2 separate regions of the Ovis aries genome follow, and region 2 is linked to region 1. Evidence: chromatin contacts called from public Hi-C data. All regions are on one chromosome and are shown on one strand. Each heading gives the region's core, a stretch centred on a gene start, on an enhancer-like site or on the middle of the called end of the contact. The rest is flanking DNA. Distances are from core to core; before and after follow the strand shown. Region 1 has its middle 72 kb from the start of TRNAC-GCA. Region 2 overlaps LOC132659744 (a long non-coding RNA gene).

Region 1 (5,315 bases), core at 1,179-3,678:
TTCTTCATGGTCTAACTCTCACATCCATACATGACTACTGGAAAAACCATAGCTTTGACTATATGGACCTTTGTTAGCAAAGTAATGTCTCTGCTTTTCAATATGCTGTCTAGGTTTGTCATAGCTTTTCTTCCAAGGAGCAAGCGTCTTTTAATTTCATGGCTGCAATCACCATCTGTAGTGATTTTGGAGCCCAAGAAAATAAAGTCTGTCGCTGTTTCCATTGTTTCCCCATATATTTGCCATGAAGTGATGGGACCAGATTTGATGATCTTTTGTTTTTTGAATGTTTCGAGTTTTAAACCAGCTTTTTCACTCTCCTCTTTCACTTTCATTAAGAGGCTCTTTAGTTCCTCTTCACTTTCTTCCATAAGGGTGGTGTCATCTGCCTATCTGAGGTTATTGATAATTCTCCCAGCAATCTTGATTTCAGCCTGTGCTCCATCCAGCCCGGCATTTTGCATGATGTACTCTGCATATAAGTTAAATAAATGGGTGACAATATACAGCCTCAAAGTACTCCTTTCCCAGTTTGGAACCAGTCTGTTGTTCCAGGTCCAGTTCTAAAATTCACAGAGGCACATCCTAATAACCTCAATTATTATAATGGTATCATCTAGTATTGAGAGAATACTTCAGTGCCTGGCATGGTGCTAAGTGCATTTTGCTGTTTAATCTTCACATTAACCCAGTGAGATAGTTATCAGTTCCCCCATCTTACGGGTGACTTTAGAAGCTTGGAGAGGTTGAGTTACTTAGCCTCTCATGAAAAAATTTGCTTAGGAATGTAGGGATTCCCAGACCTTACCAAAGTCCAACTGTGCACCACCAAGCAGAACCCCAGGTTAAGAACCTGCCCCCTAGAGACAGAACAGTTGCACAAGGACTCTTCAAGATGTGACTGAGGATGTCGTAAATCAAAGCTCATTCCAAAACATCAAAAACACCACCATAGATGTGCCTACATACAAGCACACATATATGTCTATATGTATGTATGACTTATCATGTCTAGGACTCACCAATTATTATTTTGGATGCTGCTCTCCAAAGTTGATTGAAACTGATGACCTGTCTCACCTCTATCCAGCTCTGTTACCTGATAAGATACTATTATGAGGTGTTTACACCCCTCCCCCAACACACACACACACTCATCAAACAAAAACTACATTTCAGCTACCAGAAGCTCCAGCACTGACCCTGGGGAGGTGTCAGATAAAGGGCTCCCAACCAACAGACAGATTCACAGTTCCTCCACTGACATTGATAATGAATAAAATATTACCCTGGGCCTTGAAGCCTCTCTCAGACCCATTACTGATGACCCTCCCTGTCACTGGGCTCCTCTAGGAGCTGGCGTTTAATCATAGGCGTGCAATGACATCAGGGGACTGACGCTGGTTCCAGGGAAGGGGTGGTTAATGTTAAGCGCCACTGAGGAATCCAGTGAGCCATCTCCAAGTGACCTGACAGCCTGCATCTTTCGGCAGCCAGTATCCAGGTGAGGCAGAACCTATAGCAAAGACTGGGCCTGGACCCCACGTCCACACAGGCTTGCCAAACAGCCCTCTGGCCTCCCATCAGTCTTCCAAAAGGAGGGTCAGCCTGAAAGTCAGTACTACCTGCAGGCTTCCAGGACATCTGCTCAAACGCAGAGTAGCTTTAGGAAGAGAGTGCTGGCCATTGGGGTGTGTTTTCCCCTCTTCCTTCCCAACAAGAGACTTTGAAGTTTAGGTGGTAAGCCAAGAGTCCTCTCCGAACATCAGGAGTTGTCAAAAGAAGTTATCCAGTCCTCCTATTGTGGGAATCAGGAAAGAGTTGACTGCTACCCTGAAGGGTGAGTTTTCTAATTAGCATGGAACTGAACTGTGTCATAACCATGTGCTGATCCCCTACCCAAATTTGGTGGCCTGACCCCTGGCCAAGAGAAAAAAGTCAATGTTAAAAAAAAAAAATCTCCATTAGGAAATATCAGAGAGGGAGCGTTCTGGAGTGTCTTTAAACTACAGTGAATGAAAAGTGCTTTGGTGCCCTTTCATCCAGCATGAAAAAGAAAATATCGATCTAAAGCCAAGATACTTTTTTAAAACACCATCCGGGAGTTATTTACCACCCTCCAACTTTCCAAACAAATCAGTTGTTGATTTGTTTGTTCATTACAGAACCAGACACATCTGCCCACTGAAAGCCATCATATGGCGGTGGGCTGAAAAAAGAATTCAAAAATAAAGCAAGCTAAAGACCAAAACACGCTGCAAAAAAGTTCAGGGCTCAGGCACACCTTCCAAGTCGTGTTATTCTATGCTATTCACACCACTTTCCTTATTTATGTAAAACAATTTCTGTTTTCTTTTCCAGAAAGAATGCTGCCAATCGCCAGAGGCAGACATGTTTATCAAGCTGTGCATCTCGCAGTCTGACATAAAATCTGTGGCCTTTGGTACAGCTGAAAAACACTCTGTCAACACCATGGAGAGAGCAAGCCCGTGGCTCTGGCCTCCACCCAAGGAGTGCAGGGGAAATGGACAAAAACTTGACTCACAGCCAAAAATTACAAGATGAGGGAAAGGCAAACTTGAGGCGAACAAACCTTTTCCATCGAGTCTGTTTAACATCTCGTGTAAGCATCCAAACCACAAATCGGTCAGTGCTTAGGTGAAAAGACAAGTTTTTCTCCCTTTTGGAAAGCTATTTTAGTTAAGCTCCTATGAATACATCAATTATATTAGCCCTGAAAGTGTCTGTCAGTGTGATGTTAAAAGGTCCACTATTTTACAGACTGCCCACTTCAGAAACAAAATACCCTTCAAACTCCTTGCCCTGAATTGCTTGGGCCAAAAAAGAGCTCCAGGGGAAAAAAAGTGTAAACTCGGCCAGACTGAGAGAGAAGAGCCACTGGTTTTAAGTAAACTTGTATTAATATTTGCCAACTTAATAAAACCCCACCAGCACTTGCGTGCCTTCATGTTCTTCAACAAGTCAGGAAAAGCTCTTTTGTGACAGAAAGTGTGAGACCAAAGAGAAAGTTGTCAAAGAGCCCCCACCCCCCTCCAGCCCAACTGTGCTTGGAAGTTTGGGGAGCCAAGCTTAACAGAAGAGAAGACCAGCCCCAGGAAGACAGTCCTGAGCTTTCCTTCAAGGCAAGTGTTTGGATCCCCAGAGAAGGCATCTACCATAGCCAGATACCATACCCAAAAAGCATTGTGTCAAGAGAAGCAGTTCACAGGCCTTTTCATAGAGATAGAAAAAAAATATATAATGACAGCTCATAATTGTGCGACTTCCAATGGACTGTATCATTACCTGGTGCTCATCAGTCAATTGCAATCACCCCTGGCTAAACTTCCAGAAGTGGAGCCCTCTCAGAGCTGTTGTTTTCATCGTTATATGTTCCTCTATCCCGGCCTCTTCCAGCCATATCTACCCTCGATCTCCACCACCCTCTGTTGCTTTCATTGGCCAACCCGCCTGAAATGGGAGAGTTTGAATCCTTCATGCTATGTGCATAGCCAACATTCCACAAGATTTATGTCATGAAAGCCTGAAAAAATGACAAATGGTGGGAAACAGGGCCAAAGGGGGAAGTAAAAATAAATCCAACTATGATTTAACCATAGGTGGCTCCATACCTATACCCAGTGGGTCCTGTGAGCTCCTAAGGGGCATGGGTTCAACAAGACAGAAAGAAAATGCTTCATGAGTATCTCCATAATGTTCTTGTTTCCCATTCAAAATCTCTTTAGAAAAATTTACTTTTCACCCTTAAGTCATAATCCACTTGTGGCAAAATAGTATCTACACACCTAGATTGAGCAAGTGGATGACTAGGCATGAGGAAGGGCAATTCTTTTCTAAGATATTTACATCTATCCTCTAAAAAATAAGCAGAGGTGGTTGCTGGCTGTGACTACAGTCACAGAAGGCAAGTTCCCCACATGAGGGGTGAGGATGACCACACTGGAGGGCAACTTTTCCATTAAGTAGTCTATTTGTCTTGGTCACCATTTAATAAGAATACTGCAACATTCACCTTACCAAAGGTCACCAACTTCAGTAAACTATGGCCACCACGTGATAGAATACCATCCCAACACAAAAACTTATTCTTACAAAGAGCTTTATACATATTAAAATGCTCTGAAATTACATTAAAAGGATAGCAGCAAGATGGACGAGTGCATTTGCCATATAGTCACAATTATAGGAACAATCTGCCTGTGGGAACTGCAATATCCCAGATTCTGAATGGTGGCCATCTCTGCGTACTGATGTTATAGATGGCCTTTATTATTTTCTATACTTCGTATCATCTAGGTGCTCTATAACAAGTAGGGATTCATTTTATAATTTCTTTTTAATTTAATAGAATAAAATCCCTAAAAGTCATCATCTGCTTCTTTCAAACACCAGACTTTCCTTAATTCATGGCATGGGATCTAGGATTCTCCTTTCTAAAGCTTTTTAAAATAACAATGTTAAAAATACATTTCTGCTTTACAAACTATTTCCTTCAGTCTTTTCTCTGATATTTAAAAGTTCTGTCGAGCTTAATGGAGATTTGAGAGGAAATCTGCTATTGACTTTACACATGCATGTCTACTTTATAGAACTGGAATTCTCTAGAATCATATCCGTGCATGCTAAGTCGCTTCAGTCTTGTCCAACTTTTTGCAACCCCTGGCCCGAACCGTAACCCACCAGGCTCCTCTGTCCATGGGATTCTCCAGGCAAGAATACTAGAATCGGTTGCATGCCCTCCTCCAGACGATCTTCCCAATCCAGGGATCGAACCTCCATCTCTTATGTCTCTTGCATTGGCAGGTGGGTTCTTTAACTCTAGCCCCACCAGGCAAGCCCCTCTAGAACCACACTGTCCAATAAAGCAGATGCTAGCCACTTGTGGCTCCTGACCTCTTGAAATGTGAATTGAAATGTTCTGTGAATATAAAGCACCCATCAGATATTTGAAGATGTGAGGAGAAAAAAAGAGAGTATGTAAAATATGTTATCAATAACTTGATACCAAATATACATTAAAAAGATATTTTAGAGATAATGAGTGAAATTAAAAATATGAAATCATTTCATGTTTAACTTTTATGTGGCCTCTAGGAAATGAAAAATTACCTGTGTAGCTCACATCATATTTCTATTAGACTTACATGATCTAAAAAAACAAAATTCTGAAGAAGTCTGATCAATTATCCATCGTCTTTCTGAGATACAGGATGTACATACAGACTGCTTGCCCAAGCCCCATCTATAGTCCCCATAAAATGTATTCCCTGCCCCTGGTTTAAGTTGCACTACAC
Region 2 (5,377 bases), core at 610-3,109, 430 kb before region 1:
GTCATGCCTGCTCCAGACACCCTCCTCACCAGTCTCCACAGGCTCCCATTTACTCCTCAACCTCTTGCTTATTTCCTTCCCAGAATCGATCAGATATTTAATTACTGGAAGCATGCATGCACATATTTTTCATCTGTCTTTAGGATGTAAACTCCACAAAAGATAATGTTTAATGAGAGAAGACAGAAAATAATAACAAAATAAGGCATCTTTGGACTTTGTTCCCTGCCAGAGTTCCCTGCTGTGTACTATTGGCAAGAGGATAGTTTTCCGCTCACTTCAACAGTCATCCATGCCTTCCTCCCCCTACCCTGTCGTAGTGCTGGGGACTAGACTAGACACTCTCTCTTGCCCCTTAGCACTAAATTTCATGGGCCACTCTCACCATTACCCTGCCAAACTACGGCTCTTCCAAATCCATTTTTAACAGATATGAAGGCTCCTTTTACTTCTGGTTCTTGCCTTTTCAATAAAGCTAAGGTGTAGGGCAAAGATTGCAAGGAAGCCTCTGGCCCTGGGAGACCCTTGCATGGAGGGGCACCATGGGGTGGCTTCATTGCTATTCTGGGCTTTGGAAATGGAATAGCGGGTCTCATTGCCTCCCCACAGCTGCTCAGCAGGGAGCATGTAAAATCTCTGCAAACAGTCCCAGTGTGCTTATAAAACCTCAGGTCACTGACAATTGCAGTGCTCATTTGCTGTGGCCAATTTAGCGCTAATAAGCTGAAACTGGGCTTCTGGGATTTGTTTCCATGGCATGTAAGCTCCCTTTAGAAACGGAGTCCCTCCCCAAAGAGATTGCAACCTAATAGGTTTCTTGTTTTCATTCTCCATTTTTGTGAACTGACTTGCGGTCCGTTTAGGAAGTGCCAGAATCATCTCTTCCACCTTTGTCAGAGCCTGTGCTCCACTAGGGGGCAGCCCATCTGCCATTGGACCTGAAGGGACCGTGGGCAAATTGGAGTCCCTGGTCTCTCCTGTCTGGGGAAATGTGGCGAGCGATGGCTGGGAAGGTCAAGTTGCCGTCACATCTGGGTAGCAGACCTGGGTGCGTGCAGAGTGCTCCGAAGGCTGCGGACAGGCCCCATGCCAGGGTACCCAGGTGGACCTCTGTACTCTGGCCCTGAGGCCCTCTGTGGGGGCTGCCCTTGGAAAAGCCCAGCTGAGGCACACCCACTACTCACAGATGGTTCACAGCCTCCCTCCCAACCCCTGACCTGGGAAGGAGCCCTCTTGGAAGGTGTGGATAATTCCTGTGGCTGCAAGTCAGAGGAAGTCTCTCCATTTTGGACTTGATTCCCTGTGACTTGGAGGCAGGCACCAGGCCCACAGAGCATTCAGCTCACTTCTCCCTGCTGCTAGGAAAGCTGATTAGCTACCAGGCCTCACAGTTTCCATAGGTTTGGAACAAGATGCAAAGGGGGGCTCTTTGCCTTCAAGGACGCAGTGTGCCTCTCTCCCAGCAGACAATCCCTGTGGGTTTGGGAGACCTGGTAGACTTGGCATGGTTGCCATTTTGAAGCTCCTCTGTGATCGCTGACAATCCAGATTTGCCCCAGATAAGCAGTTCTGGTGTTCCTTCCAGCTTCCTTGAGGCCTGGGGATGCTGAAGGAAAAGCTCCTTGGTTCCAACCAAAGCAACATTTCACCAGAAATCTGGCTGTCACACAGCCTCGCCGTCCCCGTGGGCTGATTATAGAGTGCAGTCACCTAATTGTTTGTGATCTGCCAAACCCTGTTAGGAATTTGCTTGTAGCTTGGAAGTCCTGCCAAAAACTTCTCTCTAGTTCTGGGCAGAGACACTCGGAGACACCTCTGGGGCCAACTTTCTTTCGTCACGTTCGGCTAAGATGCAAGCTGTCCTGAGAGAGAGCCAGAGTGACTAGGGAAGTAGGGGTGGGGTGGGGTGAGCCCCTTTCTTAGCTTCTCCAGTGGAAAATCACCGACTTGCCAGCCCATACTCTATCATCCACAAAGAGCAGCTGATGGACCCAGGGCTCAGGCCAGTGAGGACAGTGGCCAGTTGCCATGGGGGCAGCAGAAATCTGTCCTTCCTGGGTGATGCCCTTCTCATAGATTGCTAGGAGATGGATCACTGCAATTTTCCTCTGAGAAGGAAGGTTTCATTGTGTTCATTGTGGTATGTGTGTATGTGTGTGTGAGATGCAGACAGGGAGAGTGAGAGAGACATGGGGCAAGAGAGCAAGTTGTGGTGTGGGTTACTGCAATTTTTAACCTAGTCATTTCTCAACCACCTACATTTGATACAAAATGCATAACCTATAGTGGAATCAAATTATTGGCAATGAACTAACCCTGCCAGGTGTTTGGCCTCCGTCTGGCCTGTGTCTCAGGACCCCTCTCGTTGCTTACAGTTCTGATCCTCACCCATTGTTGGACAAAACCCCATGCTTTCCAAGGTTCAAGCTTCCTCCTTCTTCCGTAATGAATGAGAGCATGTACCGTATCCATTTATGCCCATCAAGGGCATAGCTCACATCCTGGCTGTTGTTGAAAGGGAGTTGGCAAGTAAGACAAGACACCTGGTGGCCAGATCCCCTTTGATATGAGGGTTTGCTCTCTAACCCAGCTGGGAGGCAGGCACTTGATTGTTGCTGGGTGAGCGGAGAGATCCCTGCACAGAGGGGAGGCCAACTCTTCTCCAGGAGATCAGGAAATGCGCAGGCTGTCTCCCTCTGATCTCCAGTTGCCAAACTATCTCTACAAGCGGTGTGGTCTCGTCTAAGGAAAAAGTTAAATCCTCCTGAGCAAGATGTTGGGATGTTATTCATTCCTTGGGCATTGGCTAACAGTGTCAGCCAGGTAAATTATTTTCCACCTTTATATTTCATTTTTTTTCCTCTGATTTCTACTCTATCCCACCTTTGCTCACCCTTGAAAACTGCTGGTAGCAAACAAGAACCCAATGAGAATAGATTATGTGGCTGGTGCACTTCGAGTTTTGTAAAGGAAATGGGCTACAAGTTCAAATCTCGTCACAGGGAGACCAGAGAGACAGGTAAACTCTGCTGAGAGGTGATAAACTTGGTGTTGGTTATGGATGCTCATGACCAGGTTTGGCTTCATTAAGGCCCACAGTTTTGAATTTTCTTGTTGAACAGTTCTTTGAAGAAGTCCATTGGCCAAAAGACAAGAGCTGAAGGGTGAAGTGTTGGCAGCATAACACATGGAAACTAAGAAAAACGGAAAGTGCTTGTTCTGCAGAAAACTGGAAGGACTAGATTTTAAGCATTTAAAGCGTTGCCACTTAGAAAGATCACAGTTGTTCTGCATAATCTTCGATTGACAAAAGCTGAAAGGAGCCAAAATTTGAAAAAAATTTCTAACAATTAGAATTGTCTGATTGTCCAATTCAGTTGGAACAAATATGAACCAAACATAGATGAATAAAACCTTGATGATCTCTGATTCATAATTCTATGATTTTCTTTTCCTAAATCTAAGTCTCCCAATAGTTATATTTAACTTACCACCTATTTAACAAGTCACCTTCATCTTTACTCCTCAAACAATCTTGCTGGGATACCGTGTAGGCAGTTTAATTATTCTCCACTGTCTGTGTTTGTTTATTCCTCTGCTCTTCACCAGGAATGTGTGAGCCTCCTCCATACCCAAGCAGTTTAGTGTTGTATGTACCCAGTGGCTACATCATTGTTTTTACTGGTTGGCTCTATTTATTCTGTTGAGTGCTATGGTGAATGTGACATCTCCTGCCTAGCCCATCCCTCCTTCCCACTGCCAAACAGAGAGGGCCATCACGAAATGTGGTCTCCATGAGAGTGGCCTGGGGTAAATCCTGCAAAAGCCCGGACACGTACTGGTGTAGAATCTTCAGCCTTCTAGCCGTCAAGTCCACTGCAAGATTTTTAACTTCCATAAACGTCATAGAGGAAGGTAGCCACACTGAGGCCCTGTGCTGGATTTTACCAAGTTTGATGAGTGTCTAAAAGTATAGCCTGCTTAGATATTGTTGCCATTTAGAATGGTGGCCAAAAAAGCAGATAAATTTGTATACTAAATTTACTATGCAAATAATACAATTGTGTGAAAATAAGTAATTCATGTTCTAGTTTTATCGGTTTTAATCATTCATTCAACAAATATTTATTGAGTGTCTCTTATGTCCGATGACCTTAGGTAGATTCAAAACACCATCAGATAAGGCAGCTGCCCAGAAGAAGTGTTTGTGACCTTGCACCCTCCTGAGATTATTTTGAAAGTGAGATAACATAATAGATATTAAAGCATTTTTTAAACTGTGAAGTACTGTGTATTTGTAACTAAAAAAAAACCCAAAAACCTAAATCATGAAATGTGACATTCATAATGTCTCTGTTTCATTTTAAGTGACCTTAAGTCTATTCACACATATTTATTGTATAATATATACTACAAGCGAGTCTTTTCTCAAAATCATCACCAGACCATCAGAACTCACACCCAGTCTTGGCTCTTCCACTAGCCACTCTTTCCCTGCTTATGCAGGTGCAGGCCTGGGTCCTTTCTGCCTGATCTGATCATCATTTTAGACTCCTCCTGTGTCACTGGAACGTGATGGTGTTCTCCCACCCCTCTTCTCCTTACTGTATCCTCTGCTTCTCTAGCCAGAAGATGTGTAGCTGGCTCTCTCACACAGACTTTAAGCGAAGAAAATGCTGTGAGCAGAATGTTGATTGTATTGCTGTGATGTAGCTCTTAATAGGCAATTTCAAATAATGTTAAAACCAAGTGTTATAAAAAAATATGCTGTTTTAACTATCATGATGCAGTTCTCAACTTAGAAGTAAGCTTTGGGGTTGGTAAGAATTCATTTTGTCCTTGAGTGACCTCTGCTGGTGATTCCAGGATAAAATTGTGTTTAAACGCTGGACTAAAGAAGGAAACTAGGAAATTCTGAAACGATGGCCAAAGATGCAGTGGGAGGAATCCTCAAACACCAGTATTCTCTCCAGGCAAACTCATTTTGCCCTCAGTGTGTGCACTAAGGCACCATGCTAATCATTTACTCCTCACTAAACTCTCTGCAGAATTATTATGAACATCTTGTTGTTTAGTAGCTAAGTCGTGTCTGACTCTTTGTGACCCCATGGACTGCAGCATGCCAGGCTTCCCTATCCATCACTACCTCCCGGAGTTTGCTCAAACTTATGTCCGCTGAGTCAGTGATGCATCCAACCATCTCATCCTCTGTTGCCCCCTTCTCCTCCTGCCCATGAACAACTTACAGAGTAGGAAAGGGATTGTGAGGGAGGTTAAACAACTTTAAGTCAGTAGCAGAAGCAAGGTTCCAACTCAGGGTCACCTGGTCTATAGTCTAGGCTTCCCTTGTGCTGAGGTTTCCCCGTTTGACTTCAGG

The links. A called contact is a pair of places that touch in the nucleus more often than the background predicts.
Region 2: a Hi-C map of tail adipose tissue shows a contact between it and region 1, with 5 times the contacts expected there. The contact joins two enhancer-like sites. A contact is called at or near these places in 6 of 16 Hi-C or Micro-C datasets (liver, muscle, omental adipose tissue and 2 more).

The regions. Positions count from the first base shown.
Region 1 is chr4:71,670,739-71,676,053 of ARS-UI_Ramb_v3.0, reverse strand. No RefSeq gene overlaps it. Among named protein-coding and RNA genes, the nearest start is that of TRNAC-GCA, 72 kb to the left of the region's middle. Within about 2 kb of position 2,428, at least 6 of the 54 cell types and tissues checked have an H3K27ac peak or open chromatin away from gene starts, as enhancers often do. A contact at or near this core is called in tail adipose tissue, where this site is marked.
Region 2 is chr4:72,095,408-72,100,784 of ARS-UI_Ramb_v3.0, reverse strand. All of the region lies in intron 2 of LOC132659744 (a long non-coding RNA gene), which reads left to right. Among named protein-coding and RNA genes, the nearest start is that of TRNAC-GCA, 100 kb to the left of the region's middle. Within about 2 kb of position 1,859, at least 3 of the 54 cell types and tissues checked have an H3K27ac peak or open chromatin away from gene starts, as enhancers often do. A contact at or near this core is called in tail adipose tissue, where this site is marked.